Regions from separate parts of the Mus musculus genome. Here regions 1 and 2 are each linked to region 3. A link is a contact called in public HiChIP or PLAC-seq and promoter capture Hi-C data. All regions are on one chromosome and are shown on one strand. The core of a region is the stretch at or near the end of the contact, and the rest is flanking DNA. Distances in the headings are between cores, read along the strand shown.

What was found. HiChIP or PLAC-seq counts read pairs in DNA pulled down with a chosen protein or histone mark. Capture Hi-C pulls out chosen DNA fragments and counts their contacts.
Region 1: a contact with region 3 is called in an H3K4me3 HiChIP or PLAC-seq map of bone marrow-derived macrophages, with 8 times the contacts expected there. The contact joins the enhancer-like site here to the promoter of Slc4a2 in region 3. A contact is called at or near these places in 2 of 39 promoter capture datasets (the HPC-7 cell line and stem cell-derived epiblast-like cells) and 3 of 115 datasets of contacts at active chromatin or transcription factors (bone marrow-derived macrophages, microglia and pancreatic cancer cells).
Region 2: a promoter capture Hi-C map of adipose tissue shows a contact between it and region 3, with 2.0 times the contacts expected there. The contact joins the promoter of 2700038G22Rik here to the promoter of Slc4a2 in region 3. A contact is called at or near these places in 1 of 39 promoter capture datasets (erythroid cells), 1 of 484 Hi-C or Micro-C datasets (B cells), 7 of 115 datasets of contacts at active chromatin or transcription factors (acute myeloid leukemia, astrocytes, large pre-B cells and 4 more) and 2 of 9 other capture datasets (adipose tissue and liver).

What each region holds. Positions count from the first base shown.
Region 1 is chr5:23,885,537-23,888,835 of GRCm38.p6, forward strand. It overlaps the pseudogene Gm9534. Among named protein-coding and RNA genes, the nearest start is that of Gm42228, 34 kb to the left of the region's middle. Within about 2 kb of position 1,770, at least 33 of the 459 cell types and tissues checked have an H3K27ac peak or open chromatin away from gene starts, as enhancers often do. A contact at or near this core is called in the HPC-7 cell line, bone marrow-derived macrophages and pancreatic cancer cells, where this site is marked.
Region 2 is chr5:23,849,111-23,852,349 of GRCm38.p6, forward strand. It overlaps 2700038G22Rik (RIKEN cDNA 2700038G22 gene), which reads left to right and starts at 1,487. Exons shown (of 4, transcript NR_045042.1): 1 at 1,487-1,511; 2 at 3,011-3,045. It overlaps Gm42228 (a long non-coding RNA gene), which reads right to left. Exons shown (of 2, transcript XR_880875.3): 2 at 344-1,020. Snord93 (small nucleolar RNA, C/D box 93) reads left to right here and starts at 3,123; the gene lies at 3,123-3,167.
Region 3 is chr5:24,423,920-24,426,852 of GRCm38.p6, forward strand. It overlaps Slc4a2 (solute carrier family 4 (anion exchanger), member 2), which reads left to right and starts at 1,313. Exons shown (of 23, transcript NM_009207.3): 1 at 1,313-1,516.

The DNA.
Region 1 (3,299 bases), core at 520-3,019, 540 kb before region 3:
AGATAGAGGCCAGAGAATAGGAGAAAATTCCGAAAGTTGGTACCACTCACTGTTTAATTCTTCCCCATGGTTAATTACCTTAGTGTAAACCCTAGCTGGACCCTTGATGTTTCTACTTTTGCTGCTAACCTTTGGACCCAGCATTTTAAGTCACTTAGTTAATTTTATTAGAGAACACATTAATACAGTATAGCTGATGATACTTAGACAACAGTATGAAGATATACCTCTCAATAATTCTACCTATGAGTTAACAGAATGTGGTTAATTGCTTTAAGATTGAAGCACTCACAAGAAAAAGCAGGGAAGGAGAGAGCCCAGACTTGGAACTTCCCACTGAGCCTTAGGGAAGGTTCTTGAGTCCCCATCCCTGCCCAGCCAATCAATGTAAAGGTCACCAGGACCACCAATCATTATGTGCCTAGTTGCTGTTGCTATAATCTGTCCTCAAAAATTGTTTAAAAGGTGTATGAAAGAAAGAGAAGGGGTGACCCCTCCTCTGGGTGCAGGATGACCCCAGTGCACTAGAACAATAAACCCCTTGCTTTTGCATTGAACTCTGTTCTTGATTCTCACCTAGGGTCTCCTGGTAGCTAAGTCTCACTTTGAGTCTTACATAATCAGTGCTCACCAGCTTTATCCTCCTCACCAGCAACTGCACCCTGAAGTCAGAGGCAAACATCTAGCCCGCTCCACCTGGAGAGGAGGCAGTTACAGGTTGTTGAGTCCTGCCTGCTAGCATAGCTGTTGCCATTTTGTTCCATGCCTGACAGTCACTGACACAGAAAAATAGCTTGACTCAGAGCAGGGTCATGATGACCACACAAACTGTTATGTTCTGTATGTTCTGAGGTTGGTAACTCTTAAGAATTTCCACAAACATAAGCTCCACTTAGGACCAATAAGAATAAAGGTCAGTTAGAACTGATCTGCCATTCCCGCTTCCCTAATGCTGTCTCAGGTCTCACTGATAAGTGGATATTAGCCCAGAAACTTAGAATACCCAAGATACAAGTTACAATTTGTAAAACACATGAAACTCAAGAAGAACGAAGACCAAAATGTGGACACTTTGCTCCTTCTTAGAACTGGGAACAAAACACCCATGGAAGGAGTTACAGAGACAAAGTTTGGAGCTGAGACGAAAGGATGGACCATCTAGAGACTGCCATACCCAGGGATCCATCCCATAATCAGCCTCCAAACGCTGACACCATTGCATACACTAGCAAGATTTTGCTGAAAGGACCTAGATATAACTGTCTCTTGTGAGGCTATGCTGGGGCCTAGCAAACACAGAAGTGGATGCTCACAGTCAGCTATTGGATGGATCACACGGCCCCCAATGGAGGAGCTAGAGAAAGTACCCAAAGAGCTAAAGGGGTCTGCAACCCTAGAGGTGGAACACCAATATGAACTAACCAGTATTCCCCGGAGCTCGTGTCTCTAGCTGCATATGTATCAGAAGAGGGCCTAGTCGGCCATCATTGGAAAGAGAGGCCCATTGGTCTTGCAAATTTTATATGCCCCAGTACAGGGGAACGCTAGGGCCAAGAAGTGGGAGTAGGTGGGTAGGGGAGTGGGGGGGGGGTAGGGGAGTGGGGGTAGGGGATGGGGGACTTTTGGGATAGCATTGGAAATGTAAATGAAGAAAATACCTAATTAAAAAATAGTTTAAAAAAAAAAAGAACTGATCTGCCTAGTCAGCCAGAATAGCATGAGTCAGAGCTGACCACCAAGCAGCACTTCCTGTGCCTCTGTATGAGCTCACTGTTGTTTCCTTTGTAAGCTGGCCCTGAGAAATGTTCTAGGTCCAGACTTAAGCCCCGAGTTTAGGCTGTGATCCTGGCTGATCAGTCTTGGGATGTGTGTTGAATAATCTATCCCTATCTGACTGAGATCAATGTTCATGTGGTTTGTGAGGCGATTCCTGAGCCCCAACACGGGCCTTTGCAATGGAAAAGCCATTATGATAGACTTCCCAGTACTCTTGCAATCATTTTCAAACAGAATGTCTGGCACATAGTCAAAGATATCCTGTCATAGGAGGCAAGGAAATCACTACAGATGAAATCTAAGCAACAGCAAAGACAGACCTACAGAGACTGCACAAATCCAGGTTGGTAACAGTGAACTAACTATTCCAGTTAAAAGCTAAGAATGATTGATGAGTTGGATTTTAAAATATAATTATATTCTATCTAAAGATGAATATTTCTTAAAAACATAAGAAAATACAGAAGTAACTGGATGACTAATGATGTAGCATAAAACCCATGTCACTAAATGGACCTCGCTGAAAGGCTTTACCAGAAACAAAGGAAGTCACTTTATAATGACAAAAGCTGGATTCACTAGAAAGCTACACAAATTCCAAGCCTCCTTGTATCTATGAACAAGAGTTCAAATCCCTGGCCCAAGGATGTACCAGACTGAGGTGAGAAACGACAGCCAATGGAGGTGTTTTTAAGTCCCCATCTCCCTCTTTATAATTGATAGAATAAGGAAAAATAGATGAATATGTGTTAATGTGTGAATTTGTATGTCTGTGTGTAGTTGACCTAAAAGTCACATCACAAATGCTGCAACAAATTCAGAATGCACATAAAATGTGCACAGAATATGTATAGAATACGGTACACGAAGCACATCATGGAATTAGTCATATGATGGGGGTAAGATAGGGTGGGAATGTCTTGTTCTCTGACCTTAAAGCACTTAAGATAAAAACCACTACATGAAGAAGCCAGAAAACTCCCATAGGTTTATAAATTAGTTTCTAACAAGTCCATGTTTCTACTAGAAAGGAAAGGCTAAATTTAATAAGCAAATGATGTGTGTTTAAAAGGTAGAAATGGGGACTGGAGAGATGTCTCAGTGGTTAAGAGACACTGACTGCGCTTCTAGAGGTCCAGAGTTCAATTCCCAGCCACATGGTGGCTCACAACCATCTGTAATGGGATCTGATGACCTCTTCTGGTGTGTCTGTGAGTACAGCTGCAATGTACTCATTAAAAAAAAAGTAAGAAAGGGGCCAGACATGATGTTTCATGACTGTTATTTCATTTATTTTTAAGAGGCAGAGGCAAGAAGATTGTGAATTCATGGCCAGCCTGGGCTACATAGAGAGAGCTGAAAGCCTGACACGAGAAAAAAATGAAAAAGAAAGAAAGAGAGAGAGAGAGAGAGAGAGAGAGAGAGAGAGAAAGAGAGAGAGAAGATGAGCTGCAAATGAACCTCAAAGAGAGCAAAGGAAACAAGTTAAATAAAAGTAAGAAATAGAAGAGCCAGAGGCTGGG
Region 2 (3,239 bases), core at 237-2,736, 570 kb before region 3:
CCACTGAGCCCTGTGGAGCTGACCTGCCTTGTATCCTCACCTCCCAAGGCTCCTCTCTCTGATGCCCATGCAGGCTGCAGAGACCTCTGCAGGGCGGGGAGGACTAGTGAAGAGTCTAGCTGAGTCAGTGACGCCCAGTGATAGAACTTGTCTCAAAAAATAATGTGGAGAATAATTGAGGGAAAGAAACACCAACCTGTGACCTCCACGTGCATGGGCAACACGAGCACAAACACAAAGACACTCACGTACACATACTGAGAAACAAATAGAGAAACAGTTTAAGGTGCCTATAGATATGTTCTTGTGTTGGGGTCTAAAAATCCAAAACAACCCGAGCAGGTTCAAGAGTCCCCCCAAAGCAAGATCTTTATTTGAATTAGGCAGCAAAAATCAACCAGTTAGGAACAGCAGCACAGACTCCGTCTGACTGCGTCTTCGAACATCTTAGTAAGTATTTAAGCAGATGACAAAGATGTATTGCACTCGGGCTGCTGCTGATCAATCAGGGCCATAGAAGAGACTCAGGAACTGAACTGCAACCCCAAGCCAGAATGGTACGGGGCTTTTAAGCTTGAAATCCATAAACGTCTGTGCTAAGTTATCCCACCAATCAGGACTTAGGGGTAGGGGACTTCCTTAAGAGCACGTCTTTGTGGTGCACTTACTCTGTTCCTACAGGACTCAACTGCAGCGTTCATGTTGAAGTGCACTCACCTAGCATCCATGCTTCTACTCACCAAGCAGGAAGTCAGTTACCCAGGGAGGTCTTGGGAACTTAAACTTTGAGTTAAGGCCTGTTCCAAATGGCTTCAGTTGGTTCCTTCTTACACCACTGTCTTCTGAATTCTCCTCTTGCGTTCCCACAAGCAATGGATGAGTGGGGTCTGGGGTGCAGGCGTTTTGATAAGTGTGTAAGTGGTACCATGGTGGTGTCTTACTTTTCAGTTCCTCAGTGGCCTGTGACGCTTAACATACCAAGAGCACACAAAGAGTAGGCAACTCTTTTGAGGGCTGTTGCTATAAGGAGAAATAAAAGGTGGCTTACTTGTGGCAGGATGTAGCAGGAATTTAATGGCGGATGTTTTGGTCTGTTTGGTTGGTTTACGTTTTGTTTTTACATGGCTAGAGAGATGGTTTGCCGCTTAAACAGTGTTCTGTTCTTGTAGAGGACCTGAATTTAGTTCCCAGCATTCAATTTAGGAGGCTCACAGCTGTCTGTGAGTCCAGCTCCAGGGAAGCTGACACCTATGTCTGGCATTTTGAGCACATGCAAATATCACAGACAGACATAGTTTAAGTCTTTTTGGGGAAGCGGGCGGGGCCAGTGGCTCTGGTGCCGCCAGGGGGCGCGTGAGGGCCGGCGCTGGAGTCAGGCGGGAACGGGGGAAGGGGCGGGCAGGAGGGGCGCTGGGCCACTCTGGTTGGCTGAGCCCCGGTGCTCAATGTCCGGTCGGTTTTAAACTCGGTCCCGCCCTGGCGCCCAGCTCTTCCGCCGCGGCGCGCTCCTGGTAAGTACTCTCCCCATTGCGAGTCCCAGGACCACGCCACGTGGTCTTGGCGATTTTCACGGCGCTCGCCCGTGGCGCGGGTCCCTGCCCATACGCGTCCCTTCTGTGTGGGACAGGCGATCAGCCTTGCGCTGCCCGGATTTGTCCCCTCTCGGATGGAGGCGCGGCGTCCGGACAGCCCGGGTCCTGGGCACACTCGGGGCTTCCCGCCCGCCCAGGACTCCGATGACGGGGACATCGACTATTTAGGAAGCGAATGAGATCAGAGCTCGGAAAGTAGCAGGAGGCAGGATAATCCCAGTGTCAGCAAGGGCAGGGGTGATTTCGCCCACGCAGGCGCGTCCTCGCCGCCGCACGTGTCCTTTAATTGCTGCTTGGCACAAAGGCTGGGCTTTTTGTTTTGTGCTCATTTGTTTTAAGGTTTGAGGGTATATTCAGGCGGATACCTGCAACCGAGTCCAGCAGGGACCTCTGCCTACAGGACCTGGATTACCCTACTGCTGACACAGACCCAGCCTGTCTGGGTTTTGGGTCCTGGGAGAAATCTGAGCCACTGGATTAGCACTTAAGCAAGGTGACTTATAAGCAATGATTTAGGAATCGTGATTTGGAATTCCTAAGACCGGGTATAGGTGTTTAGCGAGCACCCAGGAGTCCTCCCTGTTTAAGAGGTGACTGATTGAGACACCAATTAAAAGTAAATATCATGGTTGGAGAGATGACTCAGTGGTTAAGAGTACTGACAGCTCTTCTAGAGTTCCCGAGTTAAATTCTCAGCAACCACATGGTGGCTCACAACCATCTGTAATGAGATCTGATGCCCTCCTCTGGTGTTGTCTGGAGATAGCAACAGTGCACTCATATAGAAGAAATAAATCTTTTTAAAAGATTATTAGATTATTGAGACAGATTGTCATACTGGCCCAGAGAATATTTGTGCTCTAGGACCCTAAGTATTGGCATTTATGGACATAAGCCACTGTGCCTGGTAAAGGACATTTTAGAGGAAAAATAGGCTTGTGGGCTCTTGTAAACAAGTTCCCTGTGTTGTAGTTTTCTTTCCGTTAGAGGTTAGGGTTCTGTTGAGCCCCTTCGAGAGTGAAGGGCAGCATGAGCCACCTTCTAAGGTAAGGAGTTATTTTTCCCTTCCTCATTCAGGCTCAGGAGACACATCTGACGCTGCTTCTGGTTTTGAAATCAGAGAAAATGTTTCACTTTCTTAAAGGAAGAGTACTGCTATTACCTGCAGTACTATTTGCTTCTAAACATTAAGAGTTTTTGCTTCTGGGGTGGAAATAGTGGGAAAGATGGCCCAGAGGGAATAAAATGGACTCCCAGCTGTCAGCAGTATGAAGATTAGAGCTCTGTGCAGGAATAAATGCTAGTCAGAGGCAGGCCTTCCATCACCAGATGCAGCTAGGAGCCACCAGGAAGGTCCTTTCTGAAGGAAGCTGTGGCTGCTGCTTGTAACAGTGCTGGTTCTTTTTTCTTTTGAGCAGATGAGTGCTGTGTCCAGGATGATCATGAATTCAAGGTATGTGTTAGATGGCAAGTTTGGCTTTCCAGGCATAATTCCAGGAACAGTTCTTGGCCAAGGATGAGAACTCTAACCTGACTGGATACGCTGCTGTGATGGGTTAAAGGATTTACCTGAGGCCAATAGAACAGGCAGGAATTTAATGCAGTCACCCCATGTCTTTTTAAAGTAGATGAGGGGTTGGAGAATGG
Region 3 (2,933 bases), core at 63-2,562:
CTCTGCTTGAAGTTTGCGTTTGACGGCCTAGATCCCGAGCGCTGTTGGCCCGGCTCTGACCTGGTTGGGTGTTTTGAGTCACCAGCGACCTCCTGACAGCTTCAGCACTAGTTTTCACCTCTCCTAGGCCACCTGGTGACCCCAGGACTGATTGGGGAATGATTCTGAGCGATGTCTTACTGCTGATGACCTCACAGGGACCAGCTGACCACAGGGCTGGGCAGCGAGACAGGTGTGCCCCGTTAGAGTCTGGATTTGAGTGGAAGGACACACGCCAGAGTCCCCTCTTTCTGCTGGGCCCATTTTATCGTCTCGAAACCCACCGGACTCCAGCGGCTCCACTTTGACATGCCGAGGCCAGCTGACTGGAGCCTGGGTGTCCCCCAGATCCCAGTCTTCAGAGCAGGCCCACTGGAGTCAGCCAGGGTGTGGCCCACGAAGACTGGCAGGTCAGTTACTTCCCTCAACAGACAAGACCACAGACAGTTGCTACACTTGGAGCAAGCAGCCTTTACCTCATCCTATAAAGGAGTTGATTATAGATTTTCTTGCACTACTCTCTAATTGTCTCATGATTGCATTCTTGAGGGCTGTGAACCGGGCGAAAATGGCCCCAAACAGCATTCCTCAGCGCGGAACCAGAGTAGGCGCTAACCGTTTGTCAATTAACTCACTTAAATCTGAGTGCTTTTGCATAAACAATATTGTGATTTACCCACGTGGCAGACTGAAGACGCATAAAGTGTATTCTTTATCTGAAATAATTGATAACTTAGTTGAGAAAACATGATGACACGCAAGGGTCTTTCAAATAGAGGTGTCAGCTATGAATAGGTTTCCATTTAGCCCGGAGGTAGTTCTAGCGAAAGGGAGGAATCTTCAACAAGTTGTCTTGTTTTCCATCAGTTCAGGGTCTTGGCCACCCAACCCCACCCACTCATTACTCCACATTCGCCTGCCACCCGTTCTCTCAAGCAGACACCGGGGCTTTCTTGGTGTTTCAGTGGTGTTATTTGGGCGGGGGCTCTGCAGAACCTTAACGTCAAAAAATCTGTAGTTCGACTCCCTGCATCTCAATTTCCTGGCCTACTCCACGCCCTCGATCCCCAACGTAAAGCTGGCTTCTTTCCTCACAGAGGTGGCTCACTAAAGCTAAGAGAAGGCGAGCCCGGAGCTTCGCCGCGGGTGGCGGGGGGGGGGGAACAGCCGGAAGGCCGCGCCGGCGGTGTCGGCGGTGTCGGGCTGTGCCTGGGAGCGCGCCCCCGCCGCGGAGGCTCAGCGTCCGCTTTCCGCCTCTCAGCTAGCCGCGCCGGGGGCGCGCACGGCGCGCTGCGGGGGGCGCGCACGCTGGAGGCTGGCCTGCCCGCAGCGCGGGGGAAAGTTGAGTTGGGAGAAGTTGGGAGCGGCGGGGGCGCGCCCCGGGGTGGGCACCGGGAAATCGTCGGGAGCGCGCGAGGGTTCCGGAGGATCAGGGGAGACCCGGAGACCCCCGGGACACGAAATCTAGAGCTAGCGGGTAAGCAGTTAGGTGGCGGAGAGGGAGGGTGAGGGCCGCGGAGGGGGGGGGGGGACTGGAGACTCGGGCGCCGAGGGAGTGGAACTGGAGGAAAGGGCGGGGACTGGGGCGCAGGGAGCGAGGTTTTAGGGAGAAGGATGGGGAGGCGAGTGGGAGTACGGGTCGGAAGCGAGATTCCGTGGTCCGCCTCTTAAGAGTTACCTAAAGCCAAGGTGCCGCGCCCCCTGTCACCAGGAGCGGGTAGTCTCAGGGAGCTACTGCCTTCAGCTCGCTCTCCCACTCCCGTGAGGGTTCCAGACGACCCTGTGCCCCAGAAACTCGCCACTTTGTGGGTTGCCTGGGACCGCAACTCCTCGGATCTCGGGATTGAGAGATGGAGCCATGAAAAGGGTTGGCGGGTCAGGTCAGGACAAGAGGTCAGACAGAAGGGGGAGCAGCTGGGTGAGGGTGGGAAGGACAAGCCTGAAGTTTGAGTCCTAGGGGACTGCCTTCTCTTCTGTAGGGAACTCCTTGCTTGGGTGTGGAGGGAGCGCTGCTTCAAATCTGGGTCCGTTTTATCAAACTCTCTCCGCCCCCCACCAGCCCCACAGCCAAGAGCTGTGGAATGTACGAATTCACTTGGGGAATGGTTAATGCTCGAGTGGGGGTCCGGACTGCTAATCCCTTGGGCTGGGGGAGAGACACTAATCCTTCGGGCCCGTCGGGGCTGGTCCGGGGAATGTGCCCCCACTAGGATTATCGGTACCGATGCTCTGGACAGAGGCTGCTTTGTATTCTACGACAGCAGGGAGGGGGGCATGGGTAGAGGGAGGAGGGCTTGGTGGTGAAACACACTGAGGGCAAAGCCTGGAGGTGGGAGTGAGCACCTGCAGGTGGTGAACACAGATTCCCTATACCCCCCTAGACCAGGTCCCCTCCCTCACACCTCTCCCCCACACTGACAGGCCCTGGCTGAAGGCCTGCTTAGGGGGGAGGTGGAAAGAGCAGTCAGCTGAGTTGGAGTTCTTGCCAGGAATGTGTGGCCCAGACTCCCCACCCTGGGCTGATCCCCCCAGACCTCTGTTATTTGACCCCATCTCATTGCCAAGGTAGCCATAAATCAGGCAACCACACATCGGCAGCACACCTGAGCAGCTTAGCATTGTTACCTTTAGAGAGCATTGGGTGTGCCCTCAGTGTGCATGGGCACCCCAGTTTGCACTGGTTGGGTTCCCTCTACCCCCATCACAGCTCACAACCTACAGTCATCGTCAGGAGGGCTGTCCTGCCGTCCTGCCACTCAGATTTTCCTGGCCCAGGGCTAGGGAGGGAAGGAATAGAGAGACTGCCCCCTCAGGGTTTCTGTGCCCACCCCCTTGACGATGTCACGTGCCCCTCCCCCATTATAAGCTCGCTGTCCAGCTTCTCCGTTCTTCCT